2 separate regions of the Anser cygnoides genome follow, and region 2 is linked to region 1. The links are chromatin contacts, called in public Hi-C maps. All regions are on one chromosome and are shown on one strand. The core of a region is the stretch at or near the end of the contact, and the rest is flanking DNA. Distances in the headings are between cores, read along the strand shown. Region 1 overlaps NAALADL2 (N-acetylated alpha-linked acidic dipeptidase like 2). Region 2 has its middle 24 kb from the start of TBL1XR1.

Region 1 (5,450 bases), core at 2,267-4,766:
AGCTTTCCACCTTTAACACTTCCCCCAGCTGAAACCTGCTTCGTAACACTACATGACACGCCACCTTTCAGGGGAACTACACGATGGCACTGAATCTCTCGTGGCAGCCTCATGTTTTGTAAAACAAAAAACAACCCCACTTCTCCTGAAATTGCTACGAAGAACTTAAATCCTCTTTTGCATGACGTAGACAAGTTCAAGTAGTAAAACACCATGAAGATTTCCACACTACTACTCAGCCTGCGTTTCATAAAACAATTCCACGTTACCCTCTGTGTGAAACCCTGAAAACTAAATCATGTTCTGGGAGATTACAATGACTTCATCCATTCCACAATCTGCTAGACTATCTGTCAACACAGACTGTACACAAAGATCCTTCATTTTTGAGAAAAATATAAAAAAGAAATAGTTCATCTTCCGGAGCTACAAAGCATTACCAAGCACTTTGTTTGACAACCATAACACAACCTCTGCAGTAATCCACACTCAAACACTTTCATTTGATGATGCAGGTGCTTCTAAAGAAGTCCAGAGCTTCTGAGTATGGAAGAGACTTCCAAGGAAAATATTTTTTGGTGCTGTCAGTTTGAGGATGCAGACTATAAGCATAACTTTGAAGTATTTTGCACAATTGTTCCCAGTATATAAGGTCTTTAAAAAAGCCTCGCCTGATAAAAGCAAGGACCCTGATTGACTTTCAACATCAGCTTATATTCTCTCTCAACAAAGATTCACTTTTCACTGAAACATTTTAAAATCAGCATAACAAAGCCCAGCACAACACTAAGTCACCTACTGAGCATATCAATCCCAGTTAACAAAAATAAAGTACACTTCAAAACAAGTTCTGTGGCACTTGATGATTAATGTCAGTCCTCATCAGTTAAAAGACCTTTCATATTTCATTCTTCGAAATATAGTGCTACTCCCAGCAACCTTTCACATTTGGATGGAAAGCAGAAAAGGCCAGATTCTGACCTCTGCTCCAGTGTGGGAGCACCAATGAAAAATAATGAAGTCAACAAGCATTTACTCTAGAAAGGGAAAAAAACCTTACTATTTAGCTCCAAGGAAGGCTGCTTTATAATTCAGACAGGTGATCGGGAGGCACAGCAGAGCAATAATGACTAACATCACATACTAGAGGGAGTATAAATTTTAATGATACCACTCATAAAACCCACGTTTTAAAGGTTACAAAACAGAAACAAGCTTACAAAGAAAACACATAAGTCATTCAAGGTGTCAGGTTCTTGCTCCTTAGCTATTTTAAGGAATTAACAACCTGCCCATCACTAAATAAACTAGAGTATGCTCTACCTATTTACACAGGACTGAAAAGGAGCGTACATTAGAGTTCAGCAAGCATACTCCACTATAACCTCTATTCTTATCAATAGAAGAGTCATCATCATTTATACCTTCACCAATGAGTTCATTAGTAAGACAAACAAAACCACTTAGCCAAATTCTCTTGCATCTAGACAAGATCAAGAGACTACACAAACAGCATTAAATAGACCGTGTAAATTACGCATGTTTTTCTTACCCAGACACATGAATACACTTCCTATTTGCTCATATGTATTTCGTTGTGTTCCCTTCACTTTCCATAACGGGACATTGACAACAATGAGCTAGATCGCTTGAATGTTTGGAGTCAGTAAATGTCAAGGGGACACATACAGGAACAGCGAAGTCCATTAAAACATGGGAGAGTTCACTTCATTTCAATCATGGTTTATCAACCTTACCTTGCAAGTTTTATTGCCTTGCATATAAAATTAAAGTTCACCCCCAAAACGGCTGCAAATTTCTCAAGGAGCTCAGGCAGGCTTCTGAGCAAGTCACAACACCTGAGCACCATACTCCTGATTATTTCCAGCACAAATTGACCCAATCTGTTCCCAACAGTGCTGGTAATGGTAGCTGTATTATAGCTCATATGCATCTGTTATTAAAGTCTGCTAAATCAAACACTAATTAAAGCTCCAATATGCAAACAGAAACAAATAACATCATTGCAAACCAAACAAAAACAAGTTAACCATCCTAACCCCCCTACCAAAAGCCAACACAACATTAATCCTACCTGCTCTTCGTTACCCAAACTCACTGTTCATTATTCATGGCTCACATGAATATTCAATGCTCCTTGTAGGATCCAATACAGAACTCTATCAGCATAAGGGCTCAAACCTCTGCTCTGTGCATGATGATTTGAAATACTAGCCTTTTATTCATCTTATCCTCTGTTTTGATGCACAAGAGCACTGCAACTTTTCTACCCTGCTCTCCATTCATACCAGAAAGATGAGGCAGAAACTGGGCCTTATCTCTTTATTACTTTAATTGGTGTGCGATTGCAACTGCATTTATTATTGTCCCTACACATAAGCTATCAATGCAGGACATTTTAAACAGCTGTCTATTAACATGGTGACTTAGGGCTAATAAGTCACTACTAGCACTGAACTTTAACACATTTAATACTTAAATCCCCAAGCCCTTTTTTGAGCTGCACTGGATGTCACAGAAATACCGCGTCACTTTGGCACCGCCGTTTCCCTGCCTGCCCTAGGACACGCGTGCCATCTCACCAGTCACAGCAGTGGTGTGCCAGCCACAGGCCCGCTGGAGGATGCTGAGTTGGAGCTCTTCTGCAAGAGATCCGCAGGCAGCTCTCCTCCCCAGCGCGCTTCTACCCGGGGCAACCTTCTCCTGGAAGCAGCATGCCGACAGCCAGGCTCGCTAAGCAAAAGCGTTCACCGCATACATAAGGCTTTTTGCATACTGGCTCAGATCAGACCATTAGCTTTTTTTTTTTTTTTTAAGAGTTAATTCAGCTTTAATATTAAGTTCTTAATATCCTTCAGTGTTTGAGCTGTTTAATGGATAACTCAAAGTTGACTTATTTTTTTTCCATAAGTAGACAAACAGTAAAAGACACTTCAGCAAGGTCACTTTGCCTTGCTGCAAAGCCTAACAGGGACATCAGATAAGGCCTCACCTAAAGTCCTTTCCTGTCAATGGGAGGATTTCCACTGGTTGAACTTTAATACCGAATGTAGATTTGGGATCAACCACACGATTACAAAGCTCTCACTGACAATACCCACTGGATTTAAAAAAAAAAAATGCATCTTCACATTTGATATTTCTGCATCCAATCACCAGTTACAAGAATTATTCAGCCTCTTAAGACTCTAGTGGTCAAAGAAAACTTTTTGGAAACCAAATACTATTTTCCTAATTTTAGAGTCTTTTCCTGTAACTCAGTGGCAATTGTATTTAAGTAAACTATTGTATGGCAGTATTATTTACCCAATCTTCTTTTTTGTCTTAAATGACTTCCTAAAGAAAACAAACACGAACAATGATCTCAGCATTTATATAGCAGTGAACTTCAGATACAGTAATTGTACTGCTGTGAGCTATGGCAACTTTCCCATGGGGGAAGAATGACCTGGTAATTCAAGAATGGCAAAGTCAAAAGTAAGGTAAGCTGGGGGAGGAAAAGGATTTCCCCCCAGGACGAGATAAATATAATTTCACACGGCAGTGTATATCTCTCTTAAGCCTCAGGTGGTTTTAAATTAATGAGATTAGTTCCAGCAGGCAGTGAAATCCCAGGATATAGGATTTAATATTTCAGCAGTTTTCACTTCATCCAGCAAGTACAGTGCAGTCAATCTTTGTGTCATTTTGTTATTGTCCTGGTCTGGGTCTCATTTTCAGACTCCAAGCCTGGCTAAAGCAACTCGTAACTTTGACTTGAAAACTTAAGCATCTTGTAAAGAGCGTGCTTAAAGTTTTAAAAGTGCAAAGAAAGGAAACAGACATCTGGAGGAAGTAATTTTTTTATTATTATTTTTAAACTTTTCAGGTATACTTTTATAGAATGCAATTTGATCTTGTAATGATGTATTTATTTATTTTAAATCAAGGTCACACACGTTTTATCCTGAGCACACAAAAAATGCAGTATGTATTGGTTGGAAGAAACACTGCTTTGTTAAAACTTAGTCCCTAGAAGATAGACATTAACACATTAGGATGACTGACTAGTTCAGTATGAATTATGCACTGAATGATTGCTACCTAGCTCAGTAACAACCAAAATGAGTTCCCATCCAGCAACCACCCACTAGACATACAAACTGGAGTTCCACTCCAGCCTGCTCACACAAACTGACCACTGCCCTTTCCTCTTCTCCAGCAAACCAAAATGTGCAGCCAGCACATCTGATGATCATATTAGTTTTAGGCTTCTCTCCAAGACAGACTGATTAAACTACAAATCGAGAAAGCACACAAAAATTTTTTTGTCAGGGTAATTTAACCTCAAAATACAAAACGAGATCTACTCAGAGGACTTCTAGTTTCACAGGAAAAGTGTTTGTTTTAGTTTTAGCTTACAAACTAGATTATAATAAAGAAAAACCACACCCACCCAGCCGTCGTTTTAAGTTTTTTGTTGATTTTGCTTTTACTCACAAGTCTATCTGTGAGAAAGTATTTTGTGCCAAAGCACCTCCCCACTGTCTTAATTCTTCATCCTCTATAGAGACGTTCTTCCTATTTCAGCTTCCGTCACTTCATATTAACCAGGTGTCTTTAGTTGCATCCAGAAAGTTCGATCATCTTTGTCAGAGAGGGAGTGTTTCATCATAGTCCATGGCAGGGAGAAGAGTGGCAAAAGCAAAGCAAAGGAGAACTGCTCAGAGCTGCACGATCCAATTCCTTTTCCTGTGGAACTGCTGGGCTAGAACCTCCCTGGTACAAAGCCGTACAGTCTAACTGAAGAAAGGCAATATCAGCACATGAATTGAGGGCACAGAGGCCAACACCTGACCACAAGTTAATTTCTGGCACAATTCAAAATTTTATAACCATTTGAACCTGATTTGCTGAACAAACAGCAAAGCATTCAGTATCCACCACTGCTTGGACTGGCTGTAACCTGGACAAACTTAGCTGTAGAGTTATGTGGATGCAACATGAAAGTGATAGTACAACACATTCTCCTACTATGAGCCCTAAATATTTGCTTACCTGAGAAGTAAATATACTTTTGCTCTTAAGCTAAGTCCAGTGAGTATTTCCAGATCTGCATAGAGTAAAGCATGCCATTTTCAATTAAATATAACATGCAAATATAATTTCCAACAATACGAAAATGAAGTACCAAGGTAATTGTTCTGGAAGTACTGCAATTATAAGTGTCATCAGAATGCATTATGCTTTCTGTTGACAAAAGATTATTCTGTAATGGGTCAGGAAACTCCTTTCACACACCTTAATAATCAGCACACAAGCTTCAAAAAGGAAGTCTATTTCAAAGCAGTTATGAATCTCTCCCATCATTTCTTTATCAGCCTCTGAAAATAACAGATCTAGCAGAAAAATACTTATAAAAGTATGACTGCAGGGTGAGTTACCTTAAA
Region 2 (4,907 bases), core at 2,049-4,548, 850 kb before region 1:
GATGGCCGCCCTCTCCCAGGAAGGAGCGCTGCCAGCGGAGCAGTTGCAGGGAAGCTCTTAAAAGGGGAACTGAACACGTTGTGCTGAACATGTTTTGTTTTACATTAGGCTAACAATTTTTGGTCTAATGTTTGGTTTGGAAGCTCAAAGCCATGCTCAAGCCCACAGCTGCCAGCTCTGGAGCAGGCAGTGGTGTAATAGTCATTTAATTCCTCGGCACTGTAATCTGATGGTAGGATGTGCTCCCAAACTGCTTTTAGGTCTGACTGGGGAATGAAATCAATCACAGAATGCACATTACAAGAAAAGTGCTGTTGGTGTCAATTACCTAAGCTCTGCGAACGTAACTCTTCTAATTTCCTGTTAAATCAGTAATGTTACCAATCTCAGTCTATTATTTTAATTAGGACTGTGACTGCAGTTGCTAGGAGCCGAGCGAGTGCAGACAAATGTGAATGTGTAATTAGTCCCACAAATGAGTGGCAAGCTGAATGTGTCAACATCAGGGATAGTTACAACATGGGGTGCAGCAGGAGGCCAAGTGATTTGGGCCAGATTCTGATCTCACTGCCAGCCCCGTGCGACTCCACCAAGGTCAGCATTACCCCAGACGTGAGCTGAGGTGAGCAAGTCTGGGTCTGGCCCCTGGTCATCACGGTTTCCTGGAGCTTCACCGTGGGCTATTTTTAAAGCGACCGATGTCCCGTCTGGTTGGGATTCTTGGCGCTGTAACGTCCTCGCCGGGCACGTTACTGAACACCGAACGCTGCAGGAGGACGTGGGGGATCCCAGCACCGGCAGGCGTCAAGTTCCAGCCATCCCCTGGCACCGCAGCTCCTGGGGTGGGCATGGAAGTGCTCGTCGTCCTCCTCCTCCCTCGTAGCTGTGAACGAAACCTCTCAGCTTCTGTCCCATCTGCCTGCCTCGTGCCTCCCGGGAGCAGCCGGCGGAGCGACAAGGGGGGCAGCGCACAGGCAGCGGAGCAGCGTTAGCGAGCAGCCTCCCCGACAGAATACGCCGAGGACAGAATCCCCAGCTAAATATAGAGCCGAGCTGGGAGAGAAAACAACGTGGCGATGCGGCTCCTTCGAAATTAAGAATGAAAATCTTCAGCTGCTGCTGGTTTATGACCCCGGGCTGCTCACAGCGAGCACGGTATGCCCAGAGGTCCGGCCTGCCTCCGGTACACGGCACGGAGTGGCACAGGAGGGAGAGCGCTGCTTTTATTAGCACTTGGCTATCGGTCAGCAGTCCACGCTCCGCAAATAAACGAACGGGCTGGGTGCATGTCATCCCAGTTCGCATGTTACAGAAATAACACTGGACTGGAACCAGAGTTAACACAGCTGAGGTCTGGGATGCAGCGGATTTTGAGAGGGAGGATGGCAGAGCCCCGTTAGGTGAGGCCTGCCTTGGGGGGCAAACCTGATTTACAGCTCAGTGCGTCTTCTGCACTCGGATCTCCCCGCTTTAGTAGGTCATTCTCCCACATCGCTTCGCAAGATACTTCCTATGGAACGACAAGACTTGGAAAAGGTCAAGGGTTAAATGAATGTTAGATTCAGTCACCTTTCCAAGACAAAAATATTACAGCAATAGCGTGATGGAGAGCGAATACTCGCCCGTGAAGGTTACACACGGGGGACCCAAGCACTGTGCCTTGATGCTGTGGCGAAATGACCACGGCAATGCCGTAGGTCCCAGGACCTCAGTTAGGGCTGGCTCCAGCTTTATGCTCGCACTCACGGGTTGCTTTGCTGTTTTGTTTTTCATCCTGTCATGATTCTCTGACTTGTAAACAGAGGTCAGGCGTCGTTACTGGAGGCATTAAAACACTCGCCCAGACGGTCTGGCAGTGTCAGCACGCAGGTTCCTCCTTTCAGGAGTCTGTCACCAGCAGAACACAGGGTGACTCAGGAGCTTTCTTGAAGAAAGCAAACACTGCCTGAAAACACGCGCGTGCCTGCTTATCTGCTGGGCCTCCGCGGGAGCTTTGAGCCCAGTCCCTCTGCCCTTGCCTCGCAGGGGCCAGCTTTGTGCAGGAAATATCACTTCTGTAGAAAACGGCCACCTCCCTGCCTTTCCAGCCTGAGCAGAGCAGGGGCACCGCCGCTGGGCTCCCCATGATGCAGGAGTTGTGCAGCACGGTGCGGCGTGGGGCTGGTGCCCTTTTACTCCAGCCTGCTGCTGGAGGGAAGGTGCGAAGCAGCTGTGCTGTGCTGGGCCATACAGGCTGGGCAGGCTCCTTCCAGGTGAGCAACTCTTAGCCTGGGATTAAAGCCTGTGCGGTGTCATGTGTGTATAAAGTCATCTGTGGCCCTATGAGTGCGCAGCTAGCTTGTAATGGGCATGTTAATAAGGCTATTAAGGTTTACAAATATTCTGCTCTTCCTTACAGTTTATAATTTAATTAATTGCCAGTTAATTGTCTTATTTTCCCCCTGTGATTGATGTCACTGAGTGGGATTAGGCAGCATCAGATGATAGGGAAAGCGGGAATGAATGCAGCATCCTACGACGGTACGAGAGGAGATGTTTTTATGGACAAATCCTTTCCGACATGGATGAGTACCGCAATGAGATATCACCGGGTATCAGCTCGATACATATTGTAATGGGATCATTAGCGGAGGTACCAGCTGTGTGAGGTTTGTGTTCACAAACCATGGGTAAGTAACAGGGAAATATTGGCTCCTTGGAAATGTTAGCCAAATGTAAATCCTTCCCTTTTTACAGAGCCAGCGCTCGGTTTGTATAACGTTGGATAATACTCCACGAGGCCCGGGGGACTGCTCCGGCTACCCCTGCAGTCGGCAATGGCAGGGGAGCCTTTGGCTTCTGTGCCGGAGGAAGGGAACCTGGGCTCTGCCTCAGAGCTACCCGAGCAAGCCAGCAGCATCGCTGCTCCTGGTGCCCAACGGGTCGCTGAGCTCCGGGTTGGCTTTTAAGCTGCCCTCTGTGGGGTACAAATCTGGAGGTGCTGCAGAAGTACTCCAGAGGTTTTGCTTTCTCTGAGCCCTTCTGGGGGACCAAAGGCAGCCCGCTCTGGCATGCCTCCAGCTCCCAAAGCCCGCAGTGGTGCCAAGCAAGGGGATCCGGGGTAAATGAAAACCCAGACCTAAGTGACTTTTGACCAGACTTTGATGTCATTTCAGCAGAATAAACCTGGAGCAATTACAGTGGCTTTGGCGTGAGTGAGATCAGATTGTGAAACCAGGCTGAAGAGAAAATAACCCATGTGTGCCTGCCCGGGTGGGCGTGCAGTGAGTTAGAGCCCCTGCATAAATCAGCACACGCTAAGTAGGTTATTTCTGAGGCTGTAATCAGAACAAGGAGTCAGCCAAACCACATCTGTCTCTTTTAATTCATTCCTTCCATTTTGGGGACTTCGCCTTCATGAACAGCTATCAGTGATTACATAAAAGAGATTAGCTAACATTTCTGCATAAATCAAGGCCGGCGCAAGATGTTTCCTACAGGCGTTGCGAAACCCGCGCCGGGCGGAGGACACGATCCCCACCGAACACGGCGACGCTGCCCTGGCCCAGCAGCAGCTCAGGGGCCACGGACAAAACCTTCGTGCTTCTCCAAACAGCCTTGCAAAAAGCAGATCCAACGTGTGCGTGGAGGGGAACGGTGGGCCCTGGGTCTGCGTGGTGGTTTTTTTTTTTTTTTTTCCCATGAGCAGATCTTTCAGCCAAGATACATGACAGAAACAATGAAAGGAAGAGAGGGGCAGGAGAGCCTTATTGTAAACCAGATTTCCATGTGTGAATGCAAATCAATCTTGCTGTTAAGGAAAGAGCCGAGCCAGAACGTGTTACATCTCCTCTTTTAGCACAGTCGCTAGCAGAATGTCTTGATGTGAACGCTGTTGTGTGACTCAACAAATCTTCGTGTTTGTTTCTTTTTTTCCATTTCAAGGCAGCTTCATCATTTTCCTCTGCTTTTTGCTCTGTTACCATGAACGGTGAGGCTGTCATAGGGTCAGGGACTTGGAATTTTCCTTTCAGTGTTGTCTCACTGCTCGTCCCCTATTTTTCCTTCTCTTTTTGCTACAGGTCAGAGCAGATCTATGCTGAGATATAGGGGAAGGCTCAGCCCTTCTCTCCCATTCGATCTGCCCCAAGTGGTCCCAGTCCCCTGACTGCAGAGCATCTGTCCCTGCGCTGTCCTTCCACCCCATCATCTGCATCCGAGCTTCCCTGCTGAGCCTTCGAGCCAAAAATACCAAAAGAAGTCTCAAGTTTTTCATTCCTTCATTTTTGAGGAACTGAATTCGAGACCCCGCAGCTGAGTTTCAACGCTGCCAAATACCAGTAGCTCCCATTAGCTGCTGAGTACTCATCACTTCTCAAAGTCAGGCCCAGAGTATCTCTTACTGGTATTTATTACTTGGAGTTGTGCTTAAAACCTTAGCAAGACCTGGGAAGAACTGAAAAGAGGAAAATTCACACTCCTTTCTTTCCAGGTGCGGAACTGAACTGAAGTACAATTTAAGGTCTGATGTTTAAATGCGTGCTGGCCAGCTACCATGTGGGAAAATGGTAGTGATGGAAATGTGTGATGAAACCAGCTACCCACGGGCATTTAGTGCTTTCAGAAAATAAAAGCAAAAAAAAAAAAAAGCACAAAGATGCCCATCGCCTGTTGAAATACATGCCCAGGAATATATCTGGAAATAAAGCTGGTTCTCTCCCTCCATCCTTTGATCTCGAGCATCTTTCAAAATCTGGCCTCCAAGTGATACACCCAGGGACGCGTGAAATCAAGCACTGAATCTTTATCTCCTCCACGTGTGCTTCTCTGCACTGCAATTCACAGCACAGATCCGTTCCTCACCCGGACTGGTCTTGGCTCGGTGATCAACAAGACTAATCCCAGAAATAAGGATACTGGCCAGGAAT

The links. Hi-C and Micro-C count contacts between places; a contact is called where the count stands out from the background.
Region 2: a Hi-C map of liver shows a contact between it and region 1, with 5 times the contacts expected there. The contact joins two enhancer-like sites. A contact is called at or near these places in 2 of 7 Hi-C or Micro-C datasets (both in liver).

The regions. Positions count from the first base shown.
Region 1 is chr9:20,834,080-20,839,529 of Taihu_goose_T2T_genome, forward strand. The region is part of intron 1 of NAALADL2 (N-acetylated alpha-linked acidic dipeptidase like 2); the gene reads right to left. Among named protein-coding and RNA genes, the nearest start is that of NAALADL2, 35 kb to the right of the region's middle. Within about 2 kb of position 3,517, at least 2 of the 3 cell types and tissues checked have open chromatin away from gene starts, as enhancers often do. A contact at or near this core is called in liver, where this site is marked.
Region 2 is chr9:19,985,198-19,990,104 of Taihu_goose_T2T_genome, forward strand. No RefSeq gene overlaps it. Among named protein-coding and RNA genes, the nearest start is that of TBL1XR1, 24 kb to the right of the region's middle. Within about 2 kb of position 3,299, at least 1 of the 3 cell types and tissues checked has open chromatin away from gene starts, as enhancers often do. A contact at or near this core is called in liver, where this site is marked.